Linked DNA regions of Sus scrofa: region 1 is linked to region 2. Evidence: chromatin contacts called from public HiChIP or PLAC-seq data. All regions are on one chromosome and are shown on one strand. The core of a region is the stretch at or near the end of the contact, and the rest is flanking DNA. Distances in the headings are between cores, read along the strand shown. Region 1 overlaps LOC110255481 (a long non-coding RNA gene). Region 2 has its middle 170 kb from the start of AGR2.

Region 1 (3,207 bases), core at 195-2,694, 430 kb after region 2:
CTGCTCAGTGCTGGCATCAGGCACTTGCTCAGGTGTCCATGTTGATATCTTAAATTCTCTTCTTTAGTCTTCCTCCCAAGAAAGTACTGCTTTTGGTTTCCATGTCCTCAGAAGTCTTTCTCTCCCTTGCCAAACTACTCATACCTTCAAGGGTAAGATTAGAGGGTACCAAGGATGGCATGGTAGAAAGAGTGTAAACTCTGTATCAGAGAGACTTATCCTTAGAGACTTATTCTCAGACCTTGGCTATTCTGTTCACCAGCCATATGACCTTAGATGAACTCTCACCCTCTCTCATCCTTAATTTTCTCACCTACTGTAACTGTTAGGATGCCTACTTTACAGAGCTGTTAAGAGGAATTTAATGAAATATAACCCAAATTGTCTCGCCTAGTGCCTAGAACATGGGAAGCAATAAATGGTAGTAATTCCAATGCCTAAGAGAGGGTTTCCACATCATTTGATATTGGCATATTCAGAACCACTACCTGACTTTTTCATGCCCCCTTCTGGGAACATGCATTTGGTAGAAAGCCTACTCCATATGTATTGTAATAAGGAATAAATAAATGAAGTTCAGTCTGGAGAGTGAGTGTTTCTCTTCATTTTTATGAGCTTCACTTAAAGTCCCTTTTCCTCCTCTTTTGGTGTATAAATTAATTGCAGTTTTATCTCAGCCCCATTCTTTCATTAAAAGGATTAATTTTGGTCTCTGCCTTTTTTAAATTGAAAAATACCAATAAATTCAAATTAGCCATAACTGAATCATGGTTTTCCTTCCTTTTGCCATTTCCTTGCTTTCCATCTTCTTATAATTTAAACTTTCCACATCTGAGAGTAGGAAATGTGAGTTCCCAATTTTTCCACTGCTTCAATAAGCAGGCTGGAAAATGTTTTAATGGGCTGCTTGAATCAATGAATTTTAATGACTTCCCACTTCCTCCTGAACATTTTCACATTTAGCTCTTGCCTTTTCCTTCAGCATTTCAGTCCCAATCTGAGAGGTTATTAAGCCTGTGATAGTGACACTGGCAAAGCTCTTTCTAAATTTAAATGGTAGCAATGATATTTTGCTGCTAAAATTAATTTTACGTCATCATTTCCAAATAGAAAAACTCATAAAACATTTCTTTCTTTACTCCTAAAGATATGAAAGGTAACCTTTAACTTGTCTGGAAATGCTTTCTATCCCAATAGGTATCCCATTTTAAAAATGTTTTTTCCAAATGTAAATCTTACACAAAGACTTTTCTAGAAAAGGTGTACTCTGGGCATGTTATGTTTTTGCCAAAGTGTCCAGCCTTTGCTTTCATCATATCAGGACTATGACTTGTGAGTTTCCCTTTATCTGTAAGAGAAAGTTGACCTTTTGAGCTCATTAAACTTCCTGGTGAGTCAGCCCTCTTTCTCTCAGGCTTGTATCCTCCCTCAGGACCAACTTCTCACATTCCACCGATTCAGCACCTGCCTCTTTTTCCAGGCTCTTTTTCAAACCTGTTAGACTAGCCCCATCCTTGACCCAGTGATTTCTTTGTGTGGCTAGTTAGTTAATTTTTCATTTATGAAAATGACATATAATTTATCATCCCACTAAAGCATATTAAATGAAAAAAATTACTAACAAGGGTTACTAGAAATGATAATCTCCAGGAAGGCAGTAATGGTGAAATAATAAGAATTTATTTTATCACAAAAATCCAACATTCAAGCAGCTACAAATAGGTAGCGATTTCTCTTTTTTTTTTCCTCTAGGAATTTGGCTTGAAATTATCCAGGATCTACTTTTCTTTATGTATTTCCAGTTCATGATAGTAGAATGGAAATAAGTAGAAACAAATTTTCTACAGACTTTCCAAAGTTTACTTATGGGTTTAGACTGGAAAGGGAAAAGCAGTAACAGGTATTGATTAATTTATTCAGCAGTAGGACTTTGTTGTTTTATTACTTCCCCCTAGTCTAGCATTTACCTAGTTTTGCTTTTTTTTTTTTTTCCTTTTCATGACTGAAAACTCCTTCAATGAAACATAATGTATATCACACTTCTACAGGAACACATGTCACCCTTCACCAAAATTTTTTTTTTTCTTTTTAAGAAAAAGATTTTTTAGGAGTTCCCATTGTGACACAGCAGAAACAAATCTGACTAGGAACCATGAGGTTTCGGGTCCAATCCCTGGCCTTGCCCAGTGGGTTAAGGATCTGGCATTGCTATAAGCTGTGGCATAGATCGCAGACACAGCTCAGATCTGGCGTTGCAGTGACTGTGGCTTAGGCCAATGGCTAAAGCTCTGATTAGATCCCTAGCCTGGGGACCTCCATATACCACAGGTGCGGCCCTGAAAAAAACAAAGAAAAGAAAAAGAAAAATATTTTTTAGAATTAAGGAGTCTTCATAAGGCCTAATCAGAAGGTCTCATTACAGTCCCAAGAGAAGAATGGCAACATATACATCTTCAGATGAGATAATTATTTTCACCTTGAATCCTCCATCCTTCAAAAAATAACTTTTCCCCTTAGTGAGCACCATTTCGTTTTTAAACTGAGTGTATCTTCCAACATTTAATACTTTACTAAACATGGTTGAAATCCATTTGACCTATGAATCATGTTTATCCCTTATGTGTATTTATACCTCTTTTAAAGCTTGGGTTTATGTTGCAATTAAATGAATGGAATATACTTGCAAATCATTACAGGTGCAAGATGCAAATACTACTTTGAAAATATAAATAATTAACTCTTAGGGAAGGTGAGATGGTTTCAAAGGAAAAGTATTGGCTAGAGTTAGGAGATCTGGATTCTAGTTTTAGTTTTGCCACTCACTAGCTGTAAACTTGGGCCAATCATTTAATTTCATTTAAATGCAGTTATCATAAAGCCATAACATTGTATCCTTTCATTGCTAAAACTATAAAATGGTAAAGATAGGTACCTATCTCTTTCCAAGTGAATCTGTCCAACTATCAGAATACATTGACTGATTAAAATTTTATGAGAGAACTAAAGAAACACTTTGCATTTTAAATAACATTTCTGTAAAATTTGGAAAAATGTGTGAAAACAAAGTGGTTCTTCATATCACTGCTCAGACAACTACTTGTAAAAAAAAAATACATGTGCAGGGATCAGAAAGAAATCCAGACATTGAAAGAAATGAATAAAATAAATGGATTCATCTGCATCAGTCACCAATTCCATTTCCTGAGA
Region 2 (3,208 bases), core at 300-2,799:
CCACAATTGAAGAGAAGGAAAAAAATGAAGTGAAACTAAAGAAAATGTGACATATCAGATAAAAGTTTCTTCATTTTAAAAGGTACTAGGCTCTAAAGAATTGCCAGAATATTTTTAAAAAGTACATCTTAAGAAATCTATGGAAGAAATTCAATTCAAGTTGGCAATTTATTTTAAACTCTGGGTTGTGATTAATTATCCTTACATTTTGCATTTACCTTGTGCCCTTGGAATGAACAACTAGACATGGATTAATATGAGCCTCTCCTTTTGCAAAAGAGAATGCTAATTGCATCATATAGGAAAAGGAAGACAGATCTTTCCAATGTGATTGATAAGGGCTTAAGAGAGTGTAATGTTTTGGACCATACTGGATTGGACTGAGCAGATTCTGATTTGTTCTTCCCTCTCATAGTTGCCCCCAAAAGTTGTAGACACTCAGTAAGGGCTGAAATGAATTAAAGCCAGAAAGGCATGTTATCTGGGATTTTTTACCCCCTACATGAGTTATCCTTAGACTTTATGACTTTCTCTGGTCTATGGCTAAATCCACACAGATCAATGGTAATAGGTATTTCATTAGATGAATATACATCAACAAAGAAGAATTTGATTCCATCCCAAGGCTTGTTCTCATCTTGTGCAGATCCTCAGAGTGGGGTAAACAATTACCAGTATTGAGAGGGCTGGAAGAGGAGCATCTGGACTCAGATGTTATCCAGGCGGATCCTAGAATCTTACAGGCAATCCCTCAAAATAGAATCTACCAACAGAGAAGTCAGCAGACACTCTCTGGCCATTGCAGCTGAGTTCAAAAATCATAGGATACCAGCCATGTTGTCACAAGACCTTGTACCCTCACATGCTTGTTTGGGATGGCTTCATGTCATCAGGGCTCTTCTGAGGAACCTGAGTTTTTTTTTTTTTTTTTTTTTTTTTTTATCACAACAGCTGGGAAATCCTGTGGGAAGTCACAACTTTGTTTTTGTTTTGTTTTGTTTTGTTTTGTTTTGTCTTTTAGGGCTGCATCCATGGCACATGGAGCTTCCCAGGCTAGGGGTCGAATCGGAGCTGTAGCTGCCATACTACATCTCAGCCACAGCAATGCAGGATCTGAACCATGCCTGCAACCTACACCACAGCTCATGGCAGTGCCAAATCCTCAACCCACTGAGAGAGGCCAGGGATCAAACCTACATCCTCTTGGATGCTAGTCAGATTTGTTTCTGCTGAGCGATGACAGGAACTCCTTTTTTTTTTTTCTTTTAATTTTCTAAGAAAGACCATGAATGACTCCCTTTCAAAAAATTAAAATCTCTTTTCAGCAAAATGTATGAGACCAAACTTGGAAGACCCACTTGCAATTCCAATAATAACAGTACTACATTTATCAAATTCATGGTTTAATGAGCAGTGAAATTGATCTGGGAGTGAATATCATGGGTGGAAAGATCAACAGCATGATTTCTGGGAGGTGCGATGCCTGAATGGTATTATGTGGATAGTTGCATAACGGCGATGCAGTAATGCAGCTGAACAATCAGTGCATTGTCTTCAGAATGAGGAAGTAAACAGTCTCCAGTGTTGCCATCACAAGTTCCCACAACACTTATTGAGCTTATGTGAACATTAGATTTTATTTCTGTATTCAGTGTTGGATTCATCTGCTGCTAAATGGAAAACAAGCCAGGTAGAGGAGAAAGTACAAATTGAAAGATATGCCTTGTTTCACTTCTGTGATTATCTCACCTGTGTCTTCCCTTTGCATCTGTGTAGCTGGGGAGTCAGATGTGATGATCTTAACAAATTCAAAATCTCTATTCAACATTATAGTCACTTAATGAACATTTATTGAGGGGCTAGATGGAAAGAAAACCATCCCCTCCCCGAGTGGGAAATAAATTATTTCAACCATGTAGATTTTAAGTTCTGTTAGGTGGACTTAAAATAGACTTTATTAATTTTTATTGAAGTATACTTGATTTATAACGTTAGTTTCATATGTACTGTGAAGTGATTCAATGATGTATGTATATATGTGGGTATGTATTTTTCAGATTCCTTCTCCTTATAGATTATTACACTGTATTGAGCACAGTCCCCTGTGCTATACAATAGGTCTCTGTTGGTTATCTAGTTTATATATCCTAGTGTGTATATGTTAATCCCAACCTCCTAATTTACCCCTACCTCCCCTTTCCCCTTTGGCAACTGTAGCTTTGTCTTGGTAACTGTTTTCTATGACTCTGAGTCTATTTTTGTTTTAGAACAGCCTTTAGTATAGGAAGAATTTTCCTCTCCTATTGAGGTGATAGCCTTCTGAATGTTTAATCTGATGTCCCATGAGTTACCAAGTTTTTCTGCTTTTAGGGGAACACAATCTATTCATGTCCTATATGAGCTCCAATAATGGTTCCTGAAGGTGTTATTTTCCCCCCAGACTCTGGTAGTTTCTTCTCAGTCATGTGCTGGTCAGAATTCAGCTGAAGACTCAGAAGGGCCTCTCTGCAGTTCTCTTGAGCTCCCTCCCTGTCTCTCTGTACAGCTGTCTTCTTTGGGAATTGCCTGTGGATTCCTGGCCTCACTCCTAATTCCATTTCTTCAGGTCAGGGACTCTCTCAGACTCACTTGAGTTCCAGCTCCCTGAGCTCTGGCCTATAAACTCCCTCCAGGTAGGAAGCTGGGCAATCACAAGAGTGCTCTCTGATGACCAATGTCTGGAAATCACTGTTTCATATATTTTGTTGATTTTTTTTTCAGTTGCTTTATGGGGGAGATAAATCTATTTCCTGTTACTTCATCTTGGCTGGAGACAGCCCCATCGATCTTAAGTTAGAAAAACTTCTTTATTATTCTCGCCATTAAAAATTGCTCATGATTCCAAATACTTATCTTTTATGCTGAGGAGCTGGTTTACCATATTCAGCGATAGGGGAGGTCATTGTCCAGATGGATGTCAAATGGGAATTGGCAAGTTTCCTTAATGGTATACAGGTGTCTCAAATTAATTAGCCACAGATTGATCACTTTGATGAATAATTCTAGTTTTGAATTGGACTTCTCATAAATAAAATCTAATTTTCAGGAGGAACTTATATACCCTGTTTGATGAGGTCTCTCTCGCTCTCTATTTTATAGCTGCATCTCTGGGGCATATGGTGGAGTCACCTTTGGGATACATAATCATTAGCAGATCTGTGAATGTAAA

Evidence for each region. HiChIP or PLAC-seq counts read pairs in DNA pulled down with a chosen protein or histone mark.
Region 1: a contact with region 2 is called in an H3K27ac HiChIP or PLAC-seq map of alveolar macrophages, with 13 times the contacts expected there. The contact joins two enhancer-like sites. A contact is called at or near these places in 1 of 47 Hi-C or Micro-C datasets (embryonic fibroblasts) and 1 of 2 datasets of contacts at active chromatin or transcription factors (alveolar macrophages).

The regions. Positions count from the first base shown.
Region 1 is chr9:86,650,922-86,654,128 of Sscrofa11.1, forward strand. The region is part of intron 4 of LOC110255481 (a long non-coding RNA gene); the gene reads right to left. Among named protein-coding and RNA genes, the nearest start is that of AHR, 140 kb to the left of the region's middle. Within about 2 kb of position 1,445, at least 10 of the 83 cell types and tissues checked have an H3K27ac peak or open chromatin away from gene starts, as enhancers often do. A contact at or near this core is called in alveolar macrophages, where this site is marked.
Region 2 is chr9:86,217,657-86,220,864 of Sscrofa11.1, forward strand. No RefSeq gene overlaps it. Among named protein-coding and RNA genes, the nearest start is that of AGR2, 170 kb to the left of the region's middle. Within about 2 kb of position 1,550, at least 9 of the 83 cell types and tissues checked have an H3K27ac peak or open chromatin away from gene starts, as enhancers often do. A contact at or near this core is called in alveolar macrophages, where this site is marked.